Regions from separate parts of the Sus scrofa genome. Here region 1 is linked to region 2. A link is a contact called in public Hi-C data. All regions are on one chromosome and are shown on one strand. Each heading gives the region's core, a stretch centred on a gene start, on an enhancer-like site or on the middle of the called end of the contact. The rest is flanking DNA. Distances are from core to core; before and after follow the strand shown.

The links. Hi-C and Micro-C count contacts between places; a contact is called where the count stands out from the background.
Region 1: a contact with region 2 is called in a Hi-C map of liver, with 2.1 times the contacts expected there. The contact joins two enhancer-like sites. A contact is called at or near these places in 5 of 47 Hi-C or Micro-C datasets (brain, embryonic fibroblasts, liver and 1 more).

What each region holds. Positions count from the first base shown.
Region 1 is chr18:14,389,129-14,394,179 of Sscrofa11.1, reverse strand. The region is part of intron 1 of CALD1 (caldesmon); the gene reads left to right. Among named protein-coding and RNA genes, the nearest start is that of CALD1, 95 kb to the left of the region's middle. Within about 2 kb of position 3,334, at least 9 of the 83 cell types and tissues checked have an H3K27ac peak or open chromatin away from gene starts, as enhancers often do. A contact at or near this core is called in liver, where this site is marked.
Region 2 is chr18:14,316,249-14,320,876 of Sscrofa11.1, reverse strand. All of the region lies in intron 3 of CALD1 (caldesmon), which reads left to right. Among named protein-coding and RNA genes, the nearest start is that of AGBL3, 53 kb to the right of the region's middle. Within about 2 kb of position 1,481, at least 10 of the 83 cell types and tissues checked have an H3K27ac peak or open chromatin away from gene starts, as enhancers often do. A contact at or near this core is called in liver, where this site is marked.

The DNA.
Region 1 (5,051 bases), core at 2,085-4,584, 71 kb before region 2:
TGACGAGGAGGACCTGTGGTTAGTAAGCGAGGGCCTGAATGCACTGTGAGGTTTCACGACATCCTACGATGATCAGTAGTCCCTGTATTTGAATTGCTTTGGTACGGGCCACTTGCAAAAACATTCAATATTTCCCTTCTAAGATACAGTAAGCCAAAATATATATATGAAAAGTTCACTAAGTCATTGGTAAATAATCCAGTGTTGACTTTTAATTTAGAAATAACTGGCCAAATTGATCCCAGCCTTCCCCACGACAGTTTTCCTCCTGTGGATACATTGATGGGTATTACCTTTTTGTGTTCTCTCATTGTTTGTCTTTCTTCTTCTGATTTTATTTTCCTACTAGTGTAATATATGACTAGGGATATTGAATTTTCATGATTTTATATGTTTTGAGCTCATAAATTCCTTTTGGTTGTCATCTTTCCAGACGGAGGCTTCATCTTTTCCGAGTCACATGTGACTAAAATAACCTTTTTATTGATGTGTAATGTATACAGAAAAAGTGCACAGATTATAATTGCATAGCATGATGAATTTTCACAAAATGACCACAATGATGTAGTCAGCACCCAGATCAAGAAACGAAACATTACTTAGCACCCCAAGAGCACCCTTTCCACAGTCACGCCTCCCCACCCCCACCATTGCCGCAGGATAACCGTCATTCCTTCTGATGGCTACCCCCAAACACTAGTTGTGCCTAGCTTTGAATTTTATATTAATGGAATCCTGTGGAACTTTTTTGTATGTGTCCGACTTCTGTTGTTTAAAATTACATTTCTGAGAGTCATTGCCTGAGTGAGACTTAGGTCATTCGAATTTGCAGAACAGTGTTTCATTGTTTGCCGACTACAGGTTACATATTTAGCTATTGACAGGTGATTTCCAGCTTGCGGCTGTTATAATAATAAGCCTCTTAGTTCCTGTCCTCGGGTGAATATATGCATGGATCGTTGTTGTGTATATACTTAAGAGTACGATTTCTGGGCACAGGATATACAAATATCTAGATTTAGCAGATAGTGCCAAATATTTTGCCAGTTTACATTCCCACAGCAGTGCATGAGAGTTCTAGCTGCTCATCAAAACTTGGAATTGTCGATCTTTTCAAGTTTCTTCCAGATTGAGCTACCCTTTCTTTTGGTAGTTTGATAGAATTGGGGAAGTTTGCTTTAGTTGCATTCTGGCTGAGATGATTTAAAAATCATCTTCCATTTTACACGACTCCGTCAACCTCTAGTTCGCCCCTTCTCCACCGATGAACTCTCCAAAGGTCTACCTGAACTTGTTATCCCAAGACCCTTCCTTCTTTTTTTTCACTCTGCACTTTTTTTCAAAGTGTAATTTATATACAGTAAATCTACTCTTTCAGTGTACAGTTCTTTAAGTTTTAACAAATACGCAAGTGTGTAATAACCATCAGAATCGAGATACAGATATGTCAGCTCTAAAATGCTTCTTCCTTCTTGAATGTTGGGTTTTCCTACTTCGCTCCATGAAGCTACTGAAGACCCTGCTGTGCTTTTCAGAACATTCTGCTTGGTTTCTTGTTCTCTTATATGGTCCTGTCTTTTCTACCCTAAGTATTCAGTCATGGAAAGAGCTTTGGGGTCAAACAAATCTGGGCTGTAGTTTCAACACTGCTACTTATTAACTATGGGATAGTGAATCTGAATCTGTCTCCTTACTTTGAGAAGGAATAGATAATATTATGTGATATGGGAGTTCCCATTGTGGCTTAGCAGTAATGAACCCAACTAGTATCCATGAGGACACGGGTTTGATCCCTGGCCTTGCTCTTTAGGTTAAAGATCCAGTGTTGCTTTGAGCTCTGACGTAGGCTGCAGACATGGCTTGGATCTGGCATTGCTGTGGCTGTGGTGTAGACCAATGGCTACAGCTCCAATTCAACCCCTAGCCTGGGAATTTCCATATGCCATGGGTGCAGCCCTAAAAAAAAAGACAAAACAAAACAAAAATTATGCAATATGTTATAATTTCTGTCAGAGCTATAAAATACACTCTTCTCTTAGAAATAATAGATGGCTGCTTAGCTCAGTGGGTTAGAGTTGGTTAATCTCTTAGAAATAATGGAGAAGGGGTGGGGTAGGTGGTCCCTGAAAAACAATACCCTTCTCTGGGCGCCCTGTTAGCTGCTAAAAAGTGTGAACTTGATCGAACTTGTTTTATTCACAGCTATTACAAGGTCTTTGGCAGATACTGAGAAATACACAATACATTTTTTTTTCCTTAAAAGATCATAGAATTACACATAAACCATCCGAGTTGGAGGGATCTTAAAAAAAATCTATTCCAAATGCTTCATGTTATGGATGAAAGGACTGCAGGGCCAGGAGTGCTTAAATGACTTGGACAAGGTCAATTCACTCATTAGTATTTACTTAAGTGACCCAAATTCCCTGAGATCACATATTTCTTCCCTCTGAAAATACTCCTAGCTCCCTTCTTCAAGTATAAATGTAAAACAGAGACAACTCACAAGAGACGATTATTAATGTTTTATTGTTACTGGCTCATTTTGACTAAAACCCATAGATCTATTTTTAAGTATTTTATTTTAATTTCCATCCCCACAAATTATGTGACTTCCTGCCAACTAAGACTGAAATAGCTTCTTACCATTCCTTTCCCATTCCAAGGATTATATCCTGTAGCTTTTTCATTTTTCTATTATTAAGAAACATTCTGCCTTATCCTCCAAGGCACAAGACTGAAAGGAGCTCATGTAAACCTACAGAAAGCAGCTTTCTTCACATTTAAGTGAACAGGGGTACAAGGATGCCTCTGTTGTTCTGGGTACTGGGTGCACAGGTGACCAGATGCACCACTGGCACTCTCCTTTTAGGAGGGGACAGGTTGCCAGCACTCCCATCACTCTCGTGCTTCCCAGCAAAGGTGGTATTCTGAGAATCATTTTTTTTTGGTAAGTTTCTTTGTTCAGCCCATCTTGAAAGATTGGGTGCTCTGCTAATAGACGGAGAAGACTGAATCCATGTGGACCAAACAGCTTGGAAGAGCGTTATCATCCCAGAGCACACAACCATCTCATAAAACCCTCTGTCTCACACCAGGATTCTCAGTAGCTCCTCCAAGAACACTCTTTATGTGAGTGACTCCTCCCTAGAAATATATTTTCAGCCTAGATAGCTCTTCTTCGGAGAGACTGCCCCTCCCCATCCAACATCCAGTGAGTGGCCTTCTATCCCATCATGCTCTGTTATTTACTTACTATTGGAAATGGTCCCGGAGTGTAAACTCCATGGAAGCAGAGTCCTTGCTTGTCACTGTGTGTCCCCTCTTGGCTCAGAGTCCTCCCTCAGTGAGTAAGTGAATTGTATCCTTCTCACACACCCATCAGGCTGGCTGAGCCCCTGGGTTTGAATACAGGCATCACTAATTACTAACTGGGGGAATTTTGTCACATTTTTTTTTCCTGTCTTTTTGTCTTTTCTGGGGCTGCTCCCATGGCATATGGAGGTTCCCAGGCTAGGGGTCGAATCGGAGCTGTAGCTGCCAGAGCCACAGCAACGCAGGATCTGAGCCATGTCTGTGACCTACACCACAGCTCATGGCAACGCCGAATCCTTAACCCACTGAGCAAGGCCAGGGATCGAACCTGAAACCTCATGGTTCCTAGTCAGATTCGTTAACCACTGCTTCACGATGGGAACTCCTGTCACATGTCTTAAACACAACAAACTTCTCACTGGTTCTCCTAGGTTAAGAACGTGTATACCTGAAGTGATACCTGAAGTAGATGCGTGCAAGGAGCTTCGCACAGGGCCTAGCACAAAAAGCTCTTAATACACAGTACTTATTAGCAGCTCCATGATGAGAGCAGAGCATATTAAAAAGGAGCCATGGAGGGATTTTTTTTTTTTTTTTTTTTTTGCTTTTTAAGGCCACACCCAAGGCATATGGAAGTTCCCAGGCTAGGGGTCCAATCAGAGCTGCAGCTGCCAGCCTACACCACAGCCACAACCAAACCAGATCTGAGCTGCGACTGTGACATAGACCACAGCTCATGGCAATGCCAGATCCTTAACCCACTGAGTGAGGCCAGGGATCAAACCTGAGTCCTCATGGATGCTAATCAGATTCGTTTTTGCTGAGCCATGGCAGGAACTCCTGGAGGGATTTTTTTTAATATAAATATTAATGTTGAAAGCAAGGGGTCCTAATTCGCCCACCCAAGGCAAAACTGTAAATTAATGAAAACCTAGTTCTTTGTATTGACTCCATAAAGTTTTTCTTTTTATAAAGGATCCCTAATTTTGCCTTTGCAGTAACTCCCTGTTATAAAAAGTTATCATTCGAGACCCTCCCCTTCACCCAGCCCCTTGGTATCCCTTTGGAAAATGGCTTCTTTCTGTAAACACTTACGGTAAGAATTTTAACCACTTTTTGCAAGTATGTACTGTCAATATTTTTCCATTTGTGTCACCTAGGAAGGTGCTAGTTTCTGCTTCTCATGCTACTGAATGGCTTTAGTTAGAGGTTTCCTGAGGATTTTTTTTTTTTTTTTAATCACTCGTCTCGGAGGGCTAGGAAGCTGATTGAAAGGAGAGAAATCCCTCCTTTCTTTTTATCGCACCTTGATTCTCCTGTAGTGAATGCTTTCATACAAAACCCAAATTTCCCCACATGCCTGAGCAGATGGTTCAATCAAAGGAGCAATAAATAGCACCTGGCTGTTTGCCACTGCTGGGAAGGGAACTGTGGGAGACGGGCTCATCTACCTAATGCCTGGCCTCTCTTCCTTCATCTCGGGTCCTCCCTTCCTTACCATGTCCGGTCTAGACTTAGCTTTGCCTGCAGAGAATTTCAGAAATTGCCTCTGAGCCAGGTCAGTCGGAATATGTGTTGAGAACCATATGAAAAGTTTAAAGGATCCAATGAGTAATGGTTCACCCAGGCATCTATTTGAAGTCACAAAGTAGCTGACAGTACAGAATTATCTTTTTTTTTTTTTTTCTTTTTAGGGCTGCACCCACAGCCTATGGAAGTTCCCAGGTTGTGAGTCT
Region 2 (4,628 bases), core at 232-2,731:
TGGAATGTTGGCATTTTGGGCCAGAGAGCTAAATTCTCCAGGTACCTACCCACGCAAACACTAGCAAGATGGCTTTGAGAAGTAGCTGTTTCCAACTTATAGTGGGAAGGAAGTGAGAGAAATGTTAAGTGTCAGGGGTTCCACCTCCTATATTTTTGGCTAACCTTCTTCTGTCTCCAAGCATAGCCTCGAAGCTGCCACTAGCCCTCCCAGGTTAATTTAATAAGGCTCTGTTCTATTACTTCATAGTGTTGAAGTTCAAACCTGAGGGATCCTTGGTGAGTGCTCAGGCTTCAGCTTCTGGAATTGATGATCAGAGAGCAAGTCCCATGACCCAGGCAGTTTCACTATGGGCACAGCCGGGTTTCTTGGTTCATATTCACAAACCATTGTGGAGAGTCTGCCCTCTTGGCAACTCACAGAGTTCTTGAATGTGTGTGTATGTGCAAAAAAAATTTTTTTCAAGGCCATTGGGTTAGATTAGAAATCAGCAAACTTTTTTTGTAAAGGGCTAGATGTTCTAACTTCAAATTTGTGATAAGTACACTCGCTGTCATAATTACCTGACTGGCATTGCACTGTGAAAGCAGCCATAGATGACCCGGGAATGACTATGTCCCAATAAAACCTTATTTACAACAATAGACTGTGAGCTGGATTTGACCCTTGGGCTATATTTTGCTGATCCCTAGCTCAGATGACTGGAGCTGTTTGTTCATTGAGAGAACACCCTAAGAAAGCTCGTACAGTATCATAGGTTAGAAAGAAAACCAGTGTGGGAACCAAAGCCCTGCATCTAGACCTGATTTTGAAATTGTGTGACTCACTTCCCCTCTTGCATCCCAGGTTATCGTGTATAAAATGTGGAGCATGGATTGAAAATTACCTCCAAAATGCCTTCTAGTTTAATTATTCTGTGGTTTTAATATCTTGCCCACCTTGCCACAGGGGTGGATTTCACTTGGGATCTGCTTAACAAGTACAGTAATTGAAATTTTGATGTAACTCTGTGTGGGAAAAATAAGTACAAGACAGTGGAGAAGGTGACAAAAATAAAAAAGGACATAAATGCCATCCTGAAAAGTAGGAAGTCATAGCTTATTGCTCTTGAAGGATCCTCCACTGTGCTTCTGTTCTCAGTGACTTTAGGATTCACTGAACTGAAGTCTCCTCTTGCAGCTAAGATTTATGGAGGCCCTGATTTGGGGTAGCTGGCCTTTTACTTCTCAGGGAATGCTGCAGAGTGAAATGAAACACCTGGAGTGGAGACTGCAACCAGCAAATCCTCCCCGTGTGCACCCGTAGGGCCGCCGCCATGGAGGGAATCTTCCTCCTTTAGCTTTGTAAAATGGTCAGTTCACTTTTCCAGTTATTGGAAGCTGTCCTTCTGCATGTGCCAAGCACAACCGGAGTCTTGCTAATACTCTTCATGTACTCCAAGCCCTGGCCCGACTGGATTGTTTGCTTTCTCATGTCCATATTTCCTGATTCTGCAGCCTTGCTATCTGAGCTCTCTGTGCGTGTGGAAAGATCCTCTTCCACCCTCCTCCCCCGCTCCGGCCCCAGTCCTAAAAGATCTGGCTCAAATACCACTTTCTCTATGAAGTCTTCTCTCTGATCCCTTGCTGGAATTGTCTTCTTCCTCCTCTAAACTTTGTCACTTTACCTGTCTCCTATGATATTTAACACATTCTATGTACTATTACATTCTTACACATGTCTTAACTTCCCTCCCAGATTATAAGTGCCTTTCAGGATTTTAATTCATCTGGGTTTCCACCCTCAGGGGCTTGAATAGAGTAAATGCTCAGTAAATATGTTGAATGGAGACATCAGGTCCAGTCGCATAGGTGCCAATTTGCATCTTAGAATAGCACTACCAACCAGCATCCCAGTACTGAACGTTGAGATGCCACGTTGCCATCTTGCACATCATCCACCGCCTCCATCTCAGAACCTAGGCTGCTCAGAGCCCACCACTCTGATGTCCGACTTGAATTTAACTGTCCTCCCCTCAAAGTCTAGGTTCCCACATGATCAGTGGTATGGTTGTAGTGAGGAATATACACAAGATTAGAAACCCATAAACCAATGCCAATGCTGTAACTTTGTGATGTGTAATGAGAAAAAAAAAATTTTGAGTGAAAGATCGGTTATCTCCCCTACTGAAGCTGTGCCTCTAATACTAGGTAGCAATTTTAAGGAACTAGTGATTGCACTGGTATCTAATCAGAAGGTAGCATCAGCCTTGTTGGTTAATACTCTCTTGTTGGGGTGAATCTGCTGAGACAGGACAAGAACCTCAAGCAATTCAAGTGCTGTCCAAGAATGTTTCTAATGCCCACGTTTCCCTCTCTCAGGGCCCTGGTTGTCTGATTCTTAAGCTGTTGGTGATTTTAATTCTGTTAACACACACACACACACACACACACACACACACACACGCACAGGAGCTTACGTATTTAATATAACTCTATCTGTTTGAATGTTCACATTTTTACAGGGGGCTTGTATTAAGTTTAACTGTAGAAGAAAGGTTTGGTTTGGTCTGTACCAAATCACAAGAAATAGGTGTCCGCTTCCTTCCTTCTACATGGAGCAGGCCCCATGTATGGTAAGGTCTCTGTTGACTTAGGAAGATGACCCTCCAAGTGCAGAGCGGCCTCCTTGACTTCTTTTCCCGACAGTAGGGAGGTTGGACCCATAGCGGTCATTGGCTCCCAAATCCCTGACAAGCAATAAATGTTCTTCACCTAGGTCCAAAATTCCAGGATTTGGCCTTTCATTTTCCATTTCCTATCTCTACTCAAAATTTGTCTTTCTGTTTGCTACAACGTGTAAACAAAACTCTGCAGTTCTAGCACATGCAGGGGAGGTGTAAGCCAGCTGGATGTTAGGTAAGTTTGTGTAATACCTCTGGAGTTGGGGAGGTAATAATCACCCCAAAATAGGCTTCCTTGTTAGCATAACAGTCATTTCCTTCACCAGAGTTGCTAGAAACAATGCTCCAGTGTCCTATCTGTCAGTATATTTGAGCTTTCTGTTTCTGAAGAAGAGAGGAAGGACAAAGGAGGGGGGTAAAGATGGGAGGCCATGCCACCCCAAGGGAAATGGAGCCAAGAGAGCACTGGGAAAGAGGAAATGAATACTAAATCTTTTTCCAATTAAGAAAAATGAGAGTGGAAGCAGGAAAGCTCCAGAGGGCACTTTAGGGGGAGGAGAAGATCATAAAAAGCCTGTTATGAAAATCCATTACCCATAAATTTCCTTGTATTAAGCTCTGCCTGTATAGTGAGGATGCTGAGAATCCTCTCTGCTGACACAGGACATGTGACTTCAGTTAGCAGTACCCACATGCCATGTACCATTTCTGTCGGCATGTCTGGAATACCGCTGCCCCCTTCCAGGAATTCCCTCTAATTAGTCACAGGTTCCTAATCTCCACTTAAGGACATCTTGTTTTTGTTTTCCCAATCACTTTGTTTCTTCTGTCCAATGTTTAGCAATGTGATAGCAGTACCACAATTCAGAGCTCCACCACGTGAAATTACGGACCTTTGTACTGTATCACACAAGTATTTCCAATTTGGGGGTGAGATTTAACATTCTCAGTCATCTTAATTATAAGACTGATCTGAGATGAGTTCGTATTTTTACGTTTGAAGATAGAAATGGAAATTTCTGTTTCCAGGAGAGTACGTCTTTGTGAAAAGAATCTGCTTGTTTATATATCTGTGCTCACATGCATTTGCATCCAAATCGGCCATTGGAAATGTGGGGGTTTCCCTTTGAAGCAGTTTTTTCCTCAATAGTATATCCATGTTTAGCCATGCATGCAAGAAAAGTAACTGGCAAAATGTGGCATTGCCAGTCATAGACACCTGGGTCTGATGAATTGTTTTACCGTGTTTTACTTGAAAAATGTTACCTGAGCCCAAGGTTTATTGCCTACATCTCCTATGCACATTAAAGCAAGATTGTCCTTTAATAGATCCAACAGTCAGAAAACAGCCCCAAATCGGATTTACCTTTTTATTGACAACATGTTTAAAAGCCTAAGTTTATTGATGATCGTTATTTTACTCAAGATTTTTATTAGACAGAATCTTAGGTTGGGAATGCAGAAAATGGCATATTTATGAAAACACGAGTAGTAATTGGGTTTATCCTGTATCAGTCACATTTTATACCCGTTGAATTTCAGATTAGAATTAAAAGACTGGAAAGTTTGGTTAGTTTATTTTCATTATCTTACTAGCCTCTTAAATATTTCTTTTACTCTTTGTCTTCTGTTTTAAATCGAGGCTTAACTTGACTGATCAAGTGAGAAGTAAAATATATCTTCATCATCAACCTTCTCCTTCCATACCTACACTTTCTAAACATTTACACATTTAAAAAGTGGACTATCTGTAACTGACTAAGTGTATTGTTTTAATAGGGTGGGGTAGTGGGAAAGTTGCAAAGTCAGTCCTGGTTGTGGCAGCATAGATTTTAGTTTATCTCAGGAAACTGCCATGGAATTATCCCTCTAAAATCTCTATTTAATGGGCTTGACAGAGTCATTCTTCCTTGAAAAAATAAATGTGAAAAAAATAACAATGCAATAAGAAAGAAAAACCAGATTC